Linked DNA regions of Ovis aries: region 2 is linked to region 1. Evidence: chromatin contacts called from public Hi-C data. All regions are on one chromosome and are shown on one strand. Each heading gives the region's core, a stretch centred on a gene start, on an enhancer-like site or on the middle of the called end of the contact. The rest is flanking DNA. Distances are from core to core; before and after follow the strand shown. Region 1 overlaps ADGRD1 (adhesion G protein-coupled receptor D1). Region 2 has its middle 32 kb from the start of ADGRD1.

Region 1 (5,564 bases), core at 1,099-3,598:
AACACTGAGGCAGACCACAGGAGGAACCTGCCTGCAGAAGTCGGGGTCTTCAGATTTTTCTTGTTTAAAACAGCTGTCAGATCCACAGAGCAGAATGTGTGTGTTGGTGTTGGGATAATCTGAGAGACTCTGCTTGCCTGAAGGGCTTACTCCCCCTCTCTTTTTATATAAGAGCTTGATAACTTTAACGCATGTTCAGCCCACTGGTTTGCCAGTGTGTTAAGTGAACCTGTGTTAAACATGGCTCCACCGTAAGCTGCCAACAGCCTGTGCCTTGTGAAGTTGGACAGGAGGGAAAGTGGGCTTCACACTGGCCCCAACATGCAACCGGAAGCAGACAGAGAGGACAGGCAAGGACCTCCTGAACCGGAAGCAGGGTGCACTCTGGTGGTGAGGTCCATGGAGACAAGGGTTGTCTGTCTTGCTCCTGTTCAGATCCCCAGCCTCTGACAAGGACTGGCAAACTCTAGATGTTCAAGAGATGAACCAAAGATCAGATTCACCTGGGGTCATGAAGCATTCACAGCAGACTGGATGGTTAAGATGGGGAGAACAGAAGTGCCTTTATTGGGCATCTACTGTATACAGGCACCAAACCAGCAGAGGAGGCTGTGAGTGGCATCCCGGTTCTCATGTTGAAGAAATGTGACTGCCCATCACTGCACAGCTGGCGAGGCAGTACTGGACTGACCCCAGATGGCCTAGACCCCCATCGGCAGCAAGCATGTATTAAGCACCCACTGAGTGCCAAGCCTCGGGCTTAACCTGCAGTAGGGAAAGCAAATAATGAACAAAGGCACAAACAGATACTGATAAATACATGAGTGAATAAATAAGGTCACTAGTTCTGCGCTTGATCAGGCTTAGATGGAAATAATCAGAGGCCTTGCTGGAGGTGATTGTCGGGGACGGGAGGGGGTACCTAGACGTGAGAGTCATTCCAGGTCCTCTCTCTCCCCTCAAAGCTCATCCCCACCCAGTCCTGTTGGCTCCTCTGCTAACACTAGGCATACATCTCTCCTTATCCTCAGTTTCCAGAGCCTCTGTCTTAACCTCCTCTACTTCTTGGACTGCCTCGCAGCTCCCCGACTGCACACCATCTTCAGCCAAGTCTCCACTCAGCAGATGTGGGTCTGAGCTCACCCACCTCCTGGGTACCCTTGCGCCCAGAATGAAATCCTCGTTCCTGCCTGGGTCTGCAAGCCCCCCAGTGCTTTGTCCCGCCAGCATCTGCCTCACCGCCTTACTCACTTACTCTTTCAGGAGGGTCCACACAGGAAAGGAAGGCCTTCCCAGGAATTCAGCAGAGGGGACTGAACATAGGAAGTGGGGGACAAAGTATGGGAACCCTCAGAAAAGGAGATGATGGGGACAGTCCCCAGAGAACAGCCACAGCAAGAACATCTGCCCTTGTAGGGTGGGAAGGACAACAGGAGGGGGGTGATGTGAGCAGAGCTAAGACCACTGAAAAGCTGGAAACACAACAGGCCTGTCCCCTGAGCTGGGGTCACGGAGGGAGGGCGGTACTGCGGGAGCAGGGACCACGGAGGGGCCATGGGCGGCATAGGAGCATCTGAGCAGAGAGCAGACGGGTATCACTTCATGCCTGCCTCTCATTGGCTGGGCTCGGCAGGAAGCCAGTTGTCAAGGGAACCTGTGGCCAAGCAGAGTGAAGGACAAGTGGGGACAATCTGAGAGCATGCAGCCCACTCGCTGGGTCAGCCCGGCTGCAGATGCTCTCAGCCCCTCACTGCTCCTGGACCCTGCATTCCGTCAGTTTCCCCTGCCTCCATCACCCCACCTCTGGCTCTTTGCAAGGCCTGCTCTGTCTTGCCTTCTGGTCTACCTTCTGCTGGGACCCAGGCTCTGCTGGAGCCTGCCCCTCTGCTGGTCCCCTCTGACCCTGGCTAAACCATGTGCCTTCCTTCAGCCCTGGACAGGAGGAGCATGTGGCTTGCTGGGCAGCCGAGGTTTGACAACAGTCCCTGGGCTTAATCATCTGTGGGTTTCACTAGCAACACCTTCTGCACGCAGTCCAGCCTGCAGGTGACTTTCACTATGTTCCAGTGATGGAAATGAGACCAGAGCTCCAAGCTTCTTGGCTGCTTGAAGGGTACTATCGTGGGCTACAGGGGTGCACTGGTAGGGGAGAAACCCTACCAGATGCACGAAGACTTGGGTCCATGTCTTTAAAAAGGTGTCATCGACCTGCCTTCCTCAGGCGAGTCACCTCATCAGAAGAGTCAGCCAGGGACTAGGACTAAGCCATTTCACTCCCTTGTTACCCAGACCAGGCCCCTGGGGCTGTCTTAACCATCTCCACTCAGTCATACAGCTGTGTACCAGTCTGAGGGTGACTGGGAAGACAGTAACTACTTTAGCTTTTCAAAAAAAATGAGTAATTTAATTTAGGGCAATGTTTGCAAAGGAGAACAGAGATGCCACAGGATGATGGTGTTACCCAGGTATTAATTAAATCACAGCCAGAAGCCACCTGCCCTGGTTAAAGGTCACCTGGGGAAGCCAAGGCCACGGGCTGGAGGAGCTGCCAGCAGAGGTTGCAGAGACAAGGCTGTTGCCAGGAAAGCTGCCTGAGGCTCAAGGAGAGAGGACGGCACTTGGCCTCACCCCTCCCATCTCCTGCCAGGGCCCCAAGGAGTAGTCGGCACTGGTCAGCCCTAGGATGCTGAGTCCAGCAGGGGGACGGGTGGGTCTGAGAGCAAAGGCCCAGGATCCAGACATGCCTAGGGTCCTGGGGATTGGATCCCTCCTGCATATAGCCCTGGGCAGCTGGGCCGTGGGAGTCAGGGAGTCTGTGCCTCTGCCCCTGAGCCTGCCAGCAGGGCTGGGAGGCTGCCAGCTCCCAAGATGCTAACTGGAAGCTGTGTGATCTCCGGCTTTACATGTGGGGGTGGGGATGGGGTGGGGACTCAAGACCGAGATTGCAAAATACACAGAGCAACTGTTGCGGGAGGCACGTGGACGATGGGATGACACGGAGCCAACACACCAGCCACCCCGATGCTCGCTGCACAGAGGCGAGGCCGGAGCAGACCTCCCCATAAATGGTGGCTTCAGGCACCTACGAGAAGTTCAAACCTTGGGCTGCTCTACCCAGCAAGTCTACTGCGGTGATTTGTCCTACTGACGCACTTGCAGTGCCGGAAAGGGTGTCTGCTCACAGATATTTATTGTTTGCAGCAGCCAAAGACTGTTGTCACCTGACATGGATCCACAGAGGCTTAGAGAAATCCCAGGGTTGAGGGTGGGGGAAGAGGGGGACCCAGTGGTGAAAATGAATGAGGCAGGTCCACATAGACAGAGATGAAGCAGTCGCCAGGATGTGCTGATACGTCTCTCAAAAGCACAGACTGGTTTCTACAGCACACAGCTCTGTGTTTAAGGAACAGAGGGTGACACGGAGACTGTCTCTGAGGTGACAGAGTCGGCCCTGCTCTGGGCAGGGGGCTGGGAGACATGAGAGGGGATGGGGCCCCCGAGCTCACGTCCATCTTCTGTGCTATTTAGTGCATTTTCCCAAGTAGCATGGCATCTTTACAGCAAACATAGCCTGAGAAATTGGCCCTGGCTTTGTCTCAGTCCTGCAAGGAGTCCTCGGGCTCCTGTAGGGCCCCTCACCCCTGACATGGGTGGAGGGAACTTCTCCAAGAGGATCCCCTTTCCCACCACCACGTGGTGATCCATCATGTTTATGACAAAAAATGCAGAGTGCACCCGATCTGGGTCAGAACGCACTTCAGTTCCCAGCTCAGTCCTCCAGCCCAGAGCTGACCACCTTGAATGGCTATAGAACCCTTGGGCTCTCTGCCCTGCCTTCTGTCTCTCCCTCCTGTTGCCCTCGCTCTGGCAGGTGGGCCGCAAAGTAGTCTTTTTACCTCGAGATGGAGATGCCCCCGGCTCCACCCTGACTCCACCCCTGCATCCTCACTCCTGGCTGCTACCCTCACCACCCCTTCCCCCAAGGGAGTGAGCTCTCCCTCCTGAGGGGGGTTCGGAGACAGGAGCCCTCGGGATCCCACTGTCAGCTCCCCCTGCAGCTCCAGATCAGAGGTTTCTCAGAAGAGTCTAGGATAAATAAAGCAATGGCTGCTTTTCCTCTAAGGTAGTAGCCTGGGTCTGGTTGAAGGACAGGAGAATAATTAAATTTGCCAGGAGGGGCTGCTGAGCCCACAGCGAGGCACTGTCCCCAGGACAGCAGGGTCAGGTTCATGGACAAGCTGAGCTCCCCGAACATCTGATCCCTCCTCCTGCAACTCTTTCCCAGGTTGGCCCAGTGCCTGCATGCCTGGGGTTCTAGGGGGAGAGATGGGTGACAGGCAGTGGCCCAGCCCCAGAGCTCAGCCAATATGCCCACCCCAGAGAGGCAGCGAGGCGAGGACTCAAGGAAAGGGCCCTGGGAGCCCTGGAGGGAGGCAGGAGGGAGAGAAATGGGAGGGGTAGAGAAGAGGGGAGGGAGAGAGATGGGGGGACAGGGGAGGGGGGAGGGAGGAGGGGAAGAGATGGGAGTGAGTAGGGGTGGGGAGGAGGGAGGAGGGAGGCACTCTTCGCAGTCCCCAGTGCCCAGCTCAGCACCATCCCAGGCTCTCAGGCTCCATGGAGGGTGCAGGGTCAGAAGAGGAAGTTCCTAGTCCACACACAGCCTGGAAGGGCTTGGCTGGTGAATCTGCAAAAGGGAGAGAGCAGGCGGGCTTCCCTGGTGGTCCAGATGGTCAAGAATCTGCCTGCAATGCAGGAGACCTGGGTTCGACCCCCGGTTTGGAAGATGCCCTGGAGAAGGGAATGGCGACCCACTCCAGTATTTTTGCCCGGAGAATCCCAAGAACCCAGGAGCCATGGGGTTGCAAAGAGTCGGACACAACTGAGCAAATGACACACAGGCACAGAGGGCAGGTGTGTCAGAGCCCAGAGGATGAGCCAGGACCAGTGGGGGCCTGTCAGCTCCCCCTTTTGCTACATAACAGACCAGGGACCTGAGGCGTGATGTAGGGAGACTTTCTGGATCCATAAGAGAAAGGCATTTAGGACAGCCCCCTTCTGTGGAAACCCACAGGGTGAGGCCTTACACCCTGGGAGAGAAAAGGGCAAAACAAGAGACTTTTCGGCTCCCTCCTCCTACAGGACTCCCATTAACAGGGAAATAGTAGTCTGGACTCTGTGCTCAGAGCACAGGACCCTGCTGTCCTTTCAAAGAATGAAAGGAGAAGGACGACGCTGGGACATGTGCTCTGACACTGCCATGTAGGGAGGTCTAGGGTCCCCAGGCTCAGGGCACCCCAGTTCCCTGCCTACTCCTCTCTGACATGGCTCCACTGGCCACATCCCAGGCGGGTGCCACTGCTGACATCACTGCAGTCTCAGTCAGCCTGAGTGCCTGGGGGGGGGGGGTGCTCAGAGCTCAGTACTCATGACTCAGTGCTTGGAGCTCAGTACTTAGGGCTGGGTGCTCAGAACTCAGTACTCACAACTGGGTGCTTAGAGTTCAGTTCTCAGGGCTGAGATGCATCTGACTTCTACTACAACTCCACAAGGAGAGGGTCCCCACT
Region 2 (5,564 bases), core at 1,955-4,454, 170 kb after region 1:
ACAACAGATGACTCCTGACTCAAAGAATTCACAGTCCTGCTGGAAAGACAAAGTGGACCCACGTGAATGAAAGAAAAGACCATGGAAGGTGGCGTGTGATGAGCAGCCAGAGATAAGCAGCCATCAATCTAAGAGCATCTCTACTCATGACACATCCACTGTACAAGGAGGACGGTGTAATGGCACTGGGGGCAGGCAAAAGGGATTCCTTTTTTCTTTTCATTTTTATTATTTATCTTTTTCTTTTCTTTTTATTTGGAGGATAATCACTTTGCAAGGTTGAATTGGTTTCTGCCATACAACAACATGAATCAGCTATAAGTATACATATGTCTCCTCACACTTGAACCTTCCTTCCATCCGCCCCCTACCCCATCTCATATATATGGAATCTAGAAAAATGGTACTAACGAACTTATCTGCAGGGCAGGAATAGAGACAGACATAGAGACCAGGCTTGTGGACACAGAAGGGGAAGCAGAAGGTAGGACAAATGGAGAAAGTAGCATTGAAACATACACATTACCAAACGTTAAACAATGGTATTCTTTAACTGCTTTCTAGATGAGAGATCAGCAGAGGATTTCATTGGATAAATGAGCCCCGGTACTAGGTAGGATCCCTGGAGAGGGGCATGGCAATCCGCTCCAGTATTCTTGCCTGGAGAATCCCATGAACAGAGGAGACCAGCAGGCTACAGTCCATGGGGTCACACAGTGTCAGACACGACTGAAGCAACTCAGCAAGGGGGCACACACTGGGTAGGATAACATTTGTATTGTTCATTTGTGGGTTTTCTCCGCTTGCCAATCATACCCCACCCCCATGTACTTGTTCACCTGTGCGATGACATCTCTAAGCCACTCTCTGACCCGAGGCCAGACACAAAGGCTCAAGCCACCTGATGGAAAATCAGGATAAGGCTCCAACTCTCCATGCGCTCTGCATGTAAGGAGGTTGACTCCAAAGATGCTACCATGAAGGGATCAAGGTGTCTGATTTCCATTGGGTCCCCATGGAGCTGAAGTCAGCCCTCCAAGCATGGGAGTTGCCCAGCTGGGGCTGGTATCCCTGAGAGCATGTGACAAGGTACTTCTGGGAGGGCGGGAAACAACTGGAAAGCTTGTGGTAGAGAGCCTGTTCCGGCGGCATCATGACCCTTCAAAACAGAAGCGATGCAGAGGGCAATGAGCCCATGAAGCATTGCTCAACACATTAGTCATTAGGAAGATGCAAATCAAAACCACCGTGACTTCCCACTCCACACACCCAGCGTTGCTAAAATTATAGACTGGCTACCCCCCAGTGTTGGATATGAAGGCGTCTGAACGCCCACACATTGCTGGGAACGTGAGGGAAGGGATGGATGGAGGAAGGTGCAGTGGTTGACCTCTGGGCAGCCAAGAAGGAATCCGCACACACAAAAAGATCATAAAATTCATAAAAAATAAATAAAACATATACGGGGACTTCCCTGGTGGTCCAGTGGCCAAGACTCCAAGCTCCCAATGTAGGGGCCAGGGTTCGATCTTTGGTCAGGGAACTAGATCCCACGTGTTGCAACTGAAGATGCCGAGTGCTGCAGCTGACTCGGCACAGCCAAATAAATATATTTTTTAAAGTAATCGGCACCTGTTTTGAAGGCTATGCAGCTTTTCCTGGGGCACCTTGAGGATACAGTTCTTTCTGCCAGGCAGAAATGAAGGCTCAAGTTTGCAAGATCTTCTGATTTTTGTGGATTTTTTGGAGAAGCTGGAAATTCTAAATTTTATGTAAAAGTCTTTGATGTTTCAACATTGCCAACTAATTCAAATATTCTGAAAAGATGTGTGCAAGCCAAATAAGGCTCCAGGGCTACCAGTTTGAATTTCTTTAAGAGAGGTTATTGACAAATTAGCAATAGGGATTTGACAAAGAAAAGAATACCACTTGGGACAAAGACCATAATATATGTTTAAAGAAAAGAGAGGCAAGGCAATGTCTCCCCTCTCCCACTCCAGGATCAAGATAGAATGTTTTTTTTATTAGAACTGAGTATTGATGAACAGACCTTGCCCAGTAGGTCAAGTGACCTGCCTCAGGCGCTTCTTTCAACCTATCAAGCATCTGAGATTCTAACAGCTTTATAATCTCTGCTCCCGTAATTACCCTAAGTGATACAAAATGGTGCTCCGTGAATGTGAAAACATCCATCCTCACTAGGAAAACAAAACTGTCAACTCTGAAAAAGACCATTTCTACTTTTAGCTTTCTCGATCATTCCGCCTTCCCCCCATGGAGTTAAATGTTCCTGCGATTTATAATAGAAAGCAATTAACAGACAATCCACCATCTTCAGCTAATGCAGCTCCTTCAAATGCAATGTTTCTGAAGAAACAGATAAAAGCTAGTCTGGAGTGATCACATTGTGTGAGGCAATTCCTTTTATATCTTTTGAAAGTGATTTCAGACAAATCTGCTTTGCCAAAAAAGCCAACGCCTAGTATACTTGCGCTTTATTTTCTTGGCATCCCCCAGTCCATTTTTTTTGGCAATTAGGGAAATTTTTGATGATAACCGCCCACACTTGAGCCAGGCTCTCCCCTTTCCCTTCTTCATCCCTCCACCCCTGCAGGATTTTCCTGAAATCGTGTCTCCCTGGGGAAATTCAACCTCTGACCCCTGCTGCTTACTTTAACTGCCTATGATTTATCTTAATTCCAATCTAGACTTTCATTCCAAGCCCTCCCAGTAAAGAGGAGGGTATATTCCAGGTTGAAGGCCAGAGCCCAGTGATCCTTATGTTGGGTCACGATGGAAAGGTTTTGCAGTGGTCGACCTGGGTGTGAGTCCCAGCTCTTACTTCCTGCTGGCTGAGAAACACCACAGCAGCCTGTGTAGTGAGTGTTCTTTGTGTAAAGTGCAAGGAATAACATTTACTCCAAAGGATTAATTGAGATTATATTAGCAAAGTGTCTCATGTCCGATAAGCGCCTCAACAAGCATTGGTGCCCACCCCCTCTCTTCAAACGCCCAGGGTACCACATGCTCATGTCAAGCCCCAGGAGCTGATATGTGCTAAGTTGCTCTGACTCTTTGTGGACACTGTAGCCCCTGCAGGCTCCTCTGTCCTTGGGATTCTCTAGGCAAGAATACTGGAGTGGGTTGCTGTTTCCTCCTCCAGGGGATCTTGCTGACCCAGGGATCGAACTGGAGTCTCTTGGTCTCTTGAGTCTCTTGTATTAGCAAGCAGGTTCTTTACCACTAGCACCACCTGGGAATCCAGGAGCTGATACTGGTCATATTTTTTTAATCCTCTCTCTGAGGGCCCCCTTGAGCAGGGCCTAATGGTATTGTGAAATGAAATGTTTTCTGCTTTATGCTCTACCAGTAAACAAGCCTTTTCCAAATGTAAATTTCTGAGCCCAGGTAAAACTGAGCCGGCTATTTGGAAGCCATCAGCTACATCCTCCCTGCTAAGCACTGAGGAGCTGGAGGGGATGGAGAGGCAGCCAACCATTACATTCGCCACCTCTTACAGTAAACAAGAAATTAGTATGTGAACAATAAAGAAAGAAGGATTGGCCCCAAGTAGCTAGATGCACATGAAAGAAATGATTTCAGCAAGCCCAGACGTTTGCATCTTCCCATATATAGAAGATCACTAAATTTCTTCATGTGAGAGATTTCAGTTCAGTTCAGTCACTCAGTCATGTCCGACTCTTTGCAGCCCTATGGACTGCAGTGCACCAGGCTACCCTGTCCTTCACTATCTCCTGGAGCTTGCTCAAACTCATGTCCACTGAGTCGGTGATGCCATCCAGCCATCTCATCCTCTGTCGCCCCTTCTCCTCTTGCCATTAATCTTTCCCAGCATCAGGGTCTTTTCCAGTGAGTCTGCTCTTCTCATCAGGTGGCCAAAGTATTGGAGCTTCTGCTTCAGCATCAGTCCTTCCGATGAATATTCAGTGTTGATTTCTTTTAGGATTGACTGGTTTGCTGTTTTTGCAGTCCCAGGGACTATCAAGAGTCTTCTCCAACACCACAGTTCAAAAGCATTAATTCTTCAGTACTCAGACTTCTTTATGAAGGTCCAACTCTCGCATCCATACATGACTACTGGAAAAACTACAGCTTTGACTATATGGACCTTTGTCGCGAAGTGATATCTGCTTTTTAATATGCTGTCTAGGTTTGTCAGAGCTTTTCTTCCAAAGAGCAAGCATCTTTTAACTTTATGGCTGCAGTCACCATCTGCAGTGACTTTGGAGCCCAAGAAAATAAAGTCTGTCACTGTTTCCTTTGTTTCCCCATCCATTTGTCATGATGTAATGGGACCAGATGCCATGATCTTAGTTTTTTTGTGTCTCCTACATTGCAGGTAGATTCTTTGCCCAGTGACCCATTGGGGAAGCCCGTGAGAGATTTAATTTTCTCTTAATTAACAATAATCTTTTAGCGTTCAGATAACCTGCTCCTCCCTGCAAACGTGTATATAGTCTGGCTCCTCCCCAGCTTCCTTGAAGTCAGCTCTCTTGGGGTCACCTGAGATACTGTCTCCTGGGCTGAGTCCTAACATTTCCACCAAATAAAACCTAACTCTCAACTTTTAGGTTGCGTATATTTGTTTAATCGACAGTTCACCTGCATCCTTTTGCTTCTGTTTCCTAGCATCTCTTTGAGTGACATCACCAGTTCTGTGACTGTGATGATAAGAAGAGACGCGTGTCCTACATTCCCCTGCTCCCATACAGGCCAAGCTTTTCTGGGGTTCCTGTCTGTGCTCTTTGCTTGAAGGCAGAGCATTCTGAGCCTCAAGTTGGAAGGGCCTGCATCCCTGAAACTCCTCATGGAAGAGCATCACCAACCCTTATCTAGGCTTTTCCACGGGAAAGAAAGAAAAAATTTCTTGTGTGAGTTTTTTTTTTAACTTTTTATTTCATATTGGAGAGTATAGCAAAGCTGTAATAGATAGATTCAGGTGAACAGCAAAGCCACTCGGCCATATATATACCTGTACCCATTCCCCCCCAGACTCCCTTCCCATCCAGCCTGCCACATCACATCGAGCAGAGTTCCCTGTGCTATACAGCAGGTCCTGGCTGGTTGCGGTGTATGTGTGTTCAGTCGTGTCCGATTCTTTGTGATCCCCTGGACTGTAGCCCACCAGGCTCCTCCACCCATGGGATTTTCCAGGTAAGAATACTGGAATAGGTTGCCGTTCCCTCCTTCAGGAGATCTGCCCTATCCAGGGATCAAAACTGCATCTCCTGCACTGGCAGGCATATTCTTTCCCACTGAGCCGCTGGGAAGACCCTTTGTTGGTTATCTATTTTAAATATAGCCATGTGTACATATCCATCCCAAACAGCCTAACTATCCTTTCCCTCCACTCACCCCAGCAACCATAAATTTCTTCTCTAAGTCTGTGAGTCTCTTTCTGTTTCACAAATAAGTTCATTTTATCATTTCTGTTCGATTCTGCATATAACAGATGTCATACGGTATTTCTCAGAAAGAAAATTTCTTAATTGTTTTGGAGGAATTTGTCATTATACATGAATGTGATAGGCAGTGACATCATA

Evidence for each region. A called contact is a pair of places that touch in the nucleus more often than the background predicts.
Region 2: a contact with region 1 is called in a Hi-C map of tail adipose tissue, with 4 times the contacts expected there. The contact joins two enhancer-like sites. A contact is called at or near these places in 4 of 16 Hi-C or Micro-C datasets (omental adipose tissue, skin fibroblasts and tail adipose tissue).

Annotation. Positions count from the first base shown.
Region 1 is chr17:46,129,368-46,134,931 of ARS-UI_Ramb_v3.0, forward strand. The region is part of intron 15 of ADGRD1 (adhesion G protein-coupled receptor D1); the gene reads right to left. Among named protein-coding and RNA genes, the nearest start is that of TRNAW-CCA, 130 kb to the right of the region's middle. Within about 2 kb of position 2,349, at least 1 of the 54 cell types and tissues checked has an H3K27ac peak or open chromatin away from gene starts, as enhancers often do.
Region 2 is chr17:46,297,292-46,302,855 of ARS-UI_Ramb_v3.0, forward strand. No RefSeq gene overlaps it. Among named protein-coding and RNA genes, the nearest start is that of ADGRD1, 32 kb to the left of the region's middle. Within about 2 kb of position 3,205, at least 1 of the 54 cell types and tissues checked has an H3K27ac peak or open chromatin away from gene starts, as enhancers often do.